Regions from separate parts of the Ovis aries genome. Here region 1 is linked to region 2. Evidence: chromatin contacts called from public Hi-C data. All regions are on one chromosome and are shown on one strand. Each heading gives the region's core, a stretch centred on a gene start, on an enhancer-like site or on the middle of the called end of the contact. The rest is flanking DNA. Distances are from core to core; before and after follow the strand shown.

Region 1 (2,750 bases), core at 251-2,750, 49 kb before region 2:
ACTTGAGGGCGTTGTGCTAATTAAACTAAATCAGATACTACCCAATTTCACTTATATGTGAACTCAGAAAGGTCCATGTGGGAAAAAGACCTTGGAAACAGCGGATTGGTGAGTGCCAGGGCGCAACGGGGGGATATCAGTGAAAGGGAGCAGACTGTGAGACATCAGTTGAGTGAGTTCCGAGCTCTCACGTGTAGCGAGCTGACTTACCAGTGCCGTGCGTGTGTGCTCAGGCGCTTACTCGTGTCCAACTCTTTCGCAACCGCATGGACTGTTGCCCACCAGGCTCCTCTGTCCGTGGGATTCTCCAGGCAAGAATACTGGAGCGGGTTGCCATTCCCTTCTCCAGGGGATCTTCCCCACCCAGGGATAGAACCCAGTGTCCTACGTCTCCTGCATTGCAGGAAGGTTTTGTTTTTTTTTTTTAACCAGTGGGACACCTTAACAGTACTGGGTTATGTGCTTGAAAGCTGTTAAGAGAGTAGATGTTAAATGTTGCTACCAAAAAAGGTAATTTATGTGATGAGGTGAAGTTGTTAACTCACCTACTGTGATAATTGTTTCACAGTATGTACGTGCATCAAATCATCATACTGTCAGCTCTCAACTTACACGTGTTATTTGTCAATTACATCTCAGTTCGGTTCAGTCACTCAGCCGTGTCCCACTCTTTGTGACACCATGGACTGCGGCACGCCAGGCCTCCCTGTCCATCACCAACTCCTGGAGTTTACTCAAACTCAGGTCCGTTGAGTTGGTGATGCCATCCAGCCATCTCATCCTCTGTGGTCCCCTTCTCCTCCTGCCCTCAATCTTTCCTAGCAGCAGGGTCTTTTTTAATGAATCACATCTCAAGGCTGGGAAGAAAGAGAGAAAGCCGGGGACCACTTGCGGGCCTCGCGCCTGCAGGGCCGTTGTGGACTTTCCTCGTTCCCCTTGACCACCCGCTGGCTTGGCTCAGACTGAGGATGGGTTTTCCTCTCAAGTGAGATTGGTTTGCTCTGCTCTCTCGGACCTTCCGGGGAGGGGCATCCATTTTGTGGCTGGCTAGGTCCCTGCACTCAGGCCTGCTTGACCCGAGGCCGGGATGGTTGAGTGGGGAGACCTTCCTGGTCGTTGAGGGCAGTGCCTGGATGCTGGGCACAGAGGTGCAGGGACTACAATGGGCCGCGACCGTGAAGAGAGTCGCTCTGTGTGGCTGAGTCAGGCCAGGCCCTGTTTCCAGTGGAGGTTTGGAAGCAGGCCATCCCTCCCAGACTCTCAGGACTACCAGGCGCAGATCACAGCCACAGCAAACCTCAGGTTGTCGACTTTCAGAGGCGCACAAACAGCCTTCAGGGAGCCCCTACCCCGCCCTGCCTTGGAGTCATTCAGTTACTTATTCAGCAAGTCGAGGTTCAAACCTTTGGTCTCGCGTCAGAAAGCCACGAGAATGGAAATACCCTGTAACGCACTTGGCGGCAAAGCCAGACCGGATGACCTCACACGAGGCGCGCGGGCCTGTCTTTGCCCCCTTGTTGTGGATACTGACGCCTCCCTGCGCCTGCCTCTGGGCTGCTCCTAAGGGTGGGGTGGGGGTGGTGCGTGAGCTTCCTCGCCTCCAGTCTGAAGCACCCTCCCCCGGCCCGGGCCCCAGCCCGCCATATGTCCTGCCTGCAGCCTTGCCATCTCAGCTGGCGGTCATTGCATTTCCCCAGTAGGTTGTTCAGACCCTAAACCCAGGATCATCCATCACACCTCCTCTCTTTTGCTCACTGTCCCCCACTTCCGGTGAAGCTGGCACTCCCCCACCTCGTTGCACCCTCGGCACAGGAAGAGTCAGCCCAGCAGCCCCCCTTCGCCCCCGTCACTCCAGGGCTGTCACAGTGCCCATGGACCAGTCTCTTTGCTTCCACCCCTCCCACCGGGAGACCATCCTCAGGAGCTTCTCAGTGACTCTCGGAATCCAAGTCAGTCGTGTTACTGCAGAGTGTGCGCCTACCACGGCCTCTGTGTCCTCGGGACAAACTCTGCAGAGGCCCTGCCAAGTCGCAGGAGCCAGTCTGCCCTGCGCCTGCCCGTGTATTTTTAATGCGTTCATTTCTGGCTGCGCTGGTCCTTCACTGCTGCCTGTGTGGGCTTTCTCTACTTGCAGCAGGTGGGGGCTACTCTCTGGTTGTGGCGCGTGGCCTTCTCATTGCGGTGGCTTCTCTTGTGGCTTTGGTAGTTGAGACCCGTGGACTTAGCTGCTCCTCAGCCCGTGGGATCTTCCCAGACCAGGGATCAAACCCGTGTCCCCTGCATTGGCAGGTCGCTGCTTAACCCCTGGACCACCAGGGAAGTCCCCTGTGGCTGCTCTTGAGCTCTAAGGATGTTCTTATGGTTACAGAGTGCTTCAGGGCGGGGGTGGGGGTAGGAAGAATCAAAAGGAAAATATTTCGGGACCCGTGGAAGTCCAGTGAAATTCACGTCTCTGCGTCCGAGTGAGTCACAGCCACGTTATTTGCTTACATACCTTCCGGGACCGAGTTTAGACAACGGCGGCAGAGTCGGAGACCTCTGTGACATCCTCGATGGTCTCCTGGCCTGGAAAACCTAAATTGTTTACTCTCTGGTGCCTGGCGGGAGAGGGTTGCCAGCCCCGCCGGGTCGTCTCCGCCCTGGCCGGCCTGCGTCTCCTCCCACGTGCGGACCTCAGGACTGTGGCTCTGGCTGCAGCCTCTGCCTGGAGGGCTCTTCCTCGTGGGTTTCACTTCCTTCAAGTCCTTGCT
Region 2 (2,700 bases), core at 109-2,608:
TCTCCTCGGGCATAAACTTTTGTAATTCCAGAGAACAGTCTTCCTGAGAAGAAGGCCTTTGGTATGAACATTCTCCTGCCTTGCGTCACTTTAAAGAAAAAAATGTTTTTTGCACCCAGAAATGTCCAGTGACAGCTGTTGTTTCCTGGAGATTCCGGGACACTTTGGGTACAGAGAGGCGGTGTTTGCAGAGTGGCCACCTCTGTGGGCCCACTGCAGCCTCCCAGGCCTTCCCTGAATGTGCCATTTGAAAAGTGATGAAAACTTCGGAAATGCCAGGTACTCAGAGCCACAGGATCCTTGAATTGAGTCTAGTGGAGGTCTCATCAGTAGCCCCTCTTTTCTGAATTACTTCAGGTGTTGTATTTCTTCCTGGGTGTTCTAAGCACCTGGCCCAACAGCCTGCATTTCCTTCTCTTCCCCAGTGGCTCAGCGGTAAAGCATCTGCCTGCAAGGCAGGAGACGTTCAGGAGGCTGTGGTTCGCTCCCAGAGTCAGGAAGATCCCCTGGAGACGGCAAAGGCAACCCACTCCAGTATTCTTGCCTGGAGAATCCCAGGGACGGAGGAGCCTGGCGGACTACAGTCCAGGGGGTTGCAAAGAGTCGGACATGACTGAGCACAGAGCACGCACCCAGCGAGGGCCCAGGGCTGGGCAGGTGGCCCTGCTTGCAGCATCCCAGTGAACTGGCCGACCACCCCCATCCCGGGCTGGCTGGGAACTCCTGGGTGAATCTCCACCCACCCTGTTTTGCATGGTGGGTGTGACTAAGACTCAGGCCCTTGGGGTGGGTGGGGAAGGAGCATCACCTTCCCGGAAACCTCCAAGGAAAGCTTTCTCCAGGTAGCAGACTTTCTCCCCTCTGAACCGCACAGTTCAGTTCAGTTCAGTCCAGTCGCTCAGTCATGTCCGACTCTTTGCGACCCCATGGACTGCAGCACGCCAGGCCTCCCTGTCCATCACCAACTCCCGGAGTTTACTCAGACTCATGTCCATTGAGTCGGTGATGCCATCCAATCCTCTTATCCTCTGTCTCCCCTTTCTCCTCCCGCCTTCAGTCTTTTCGAGCATCAGGGTCTTTTCCAGTGAGTCGGTTCTTCGCATCAGGTGGCCAAAGGATTGGAGCTTCAGCTTCAGCCTCAGTCCTCCTCTCCTCCCTAAAATGAAGCTTCTGCCTCGGGGACACCGCCCCCACCACCAGGCAGTCAGGCTCTGGGCAATCTCTCCTCCTCCCCCCTCCCCCGCCCCGTCGCGTTTGCCTGTTTTCCACCGAAGGAGGGGCAGCTTTTCTCAGGGGGCAGCCACCCCAGATCCGCTGCAGCTGAGGCTTCTTGTGGCCAGGGGAAGAAATGACTCACCCTGTCCTCTGCGCCTTTCTAAACCGCTGGAGACTTCCTAGATACACTCGGAAGGGGCGGGGGCGGCCCCTGTGTGTGGCCTAGTAAACCAGAGCATCCGAGAGGGGGCGGGGCCCGGCGAGTCAGCTGACCTCTGCTGGTGCTTGTGACATAATGGGGGTCCTGCTGCTCCCCCCGCCCCCAACTCAGCTGGAATCAGCCCCCTGGATCGATGGCATCAAGCCCTGGGCAGCATTTCTTCAGCAGAGCGCTGATCAAGGCTGGGATTTAAGAGAGAAAGCTGCCGGCCGTGGTCTTCTGGGGGGAGATGGTTGTGTCCATGGCACGTGGCAAGTGTCAGGTCAGAGAAAGTGACTGATACCTTGAAGAGGTGTGCACAGGTGTGTGTGTGTGTGTGTGTGTGCGTGTGTGCGTGTGTGCGTGTGTGTGTGTGTGTGTGTGTGTGTGTGTGTGTGTGTGTGTGTGTAAGGACACAGACACCTGAGCCCGGGCTCCAGTAATGAGAGGAGCTGGCTGATCCTGCAGGATGTGGTGGGGAGGCTCCATACTTCCCAGTCCAGACTGGCAAGCGGTTAGACGTGTTGGGATGAAGGCTTGGATGCTGCAGCCCACACACGTGTGCTCCAAGCCCCGGAGCCAGGACTTCACAGCCATCATCACACCTGATCCTCACATCTGCCCTGTGATTGTCCCCTTATGGCATCAGTGAGGCTGATGTGGAGGCCACATTCCCAAAGTCACACAGAATTTGCACCCCTCAGGAGTCTAGCACCCCAGCTGCTCTGCACTGCAGGGGTCTGCAGGGGGGCGGGTGGGGGCCGTCCGGGCCTGGGGCGCAGGTGCTGAAGGGGCAATGGGCTCTGCAGGTGATGGGACTCTCTGGAGGTCTGGGGCAGCATTGTGCCCCAAAAGTCTGTGATTGCAGCAGAAAAGGTGGTTGCCTAAGAGTGGGCTAAGCCAGCGGCATGGTGTGCCAGGCCTGCCTGCCCAGGGCACCCAGGGGAAGATGGTGAGGATGGGAAATACTTGGGGACGGGGCGGGCACTCCTCATTTGGGGGGGGATATTGGGAGAGGCTGAGGACAGACAGACAGAAGATAGACTCTTGTTTCTGTGTCCCATTAAGTGGGCGATGATTGAGCAGATTCATGGGCCGGCCTGGCCTGAGGCGAGCAGGCGATTGTGATAGACATGCCAACTCTGAGCGGGGGAGAGAACGGTGTGGTCATGAGGCTGGAGAGCCAGCTACTCTGACCACTGTCCTGCACACTTCCTGGGAGGCGTCCGCAGGGAGGCGGTCAGCTCTGATCGCTAGCATGGAGAGGCGGGTGGGGGCCCAGGGCT

Evidence for each region. A called contact is a pair of places that touch in the nucleus more often than the background predicts.
Region 1: a Hi-C map of mixed tissues shows a contact between it and region 2, with 3 times the contacts expected there. The contact joins two enhancer-like sites. A contact is called at or near these places in 6 of 16 Hi-C or Micro-C datasets (hypothalamus, mixed tissues, muscle and 3 more).

Annotation. Positions count from the first base shown.
Region 1 is chr1:5,531,906-5,534,655 of ARS-UI_Ramb_v3.0, reverse strand. The region is part of intron 1 of AGAP1 (ArfGAP with GTPase domain, ankyrin repeat and PH domain 1); the gene reads left to right. It overlaps LOC121818811 (a long non-coding RNA gene), which reads left to right. Exons shown (of 3, transcript XR_009600460.1): 3 at 1-2,750. Among named protein-coding and RNA genes, the nearest start is that of AGAP1, 99 kb to the left of the region's middle. Within about 2 kb of position 1,500, at least 12 of the 54 cell types and tissues checked have an H3K27ac peak or open chromatin away from gene starts, as enhancers often do.
Region 2 is chr1:5,483,174-5,485,873 of ARS-UI_Ramb_v3.0, reverse strand. All of the region lies in intron 1 of AGAP1 (ArfGAP with GTPase domain, ankyrin repeat and PH domain 1), which reads left to right. It overlaps LOC121818811 (a long non-coding RNA gene), which reads left to right. Exons shown (of 3, transcript XR_009600460.1): 3 at 1-2,700. Among named protein-coding and RNA genes, the nearest start is that of AGAP1, 150 kb to the left of the region's middle. Within about 2 kb of position 1,358, at least 5 of the 54 cell types and tissues checked have an H3K27ac peak or open chromatin away from gene starts, as enhancers often do.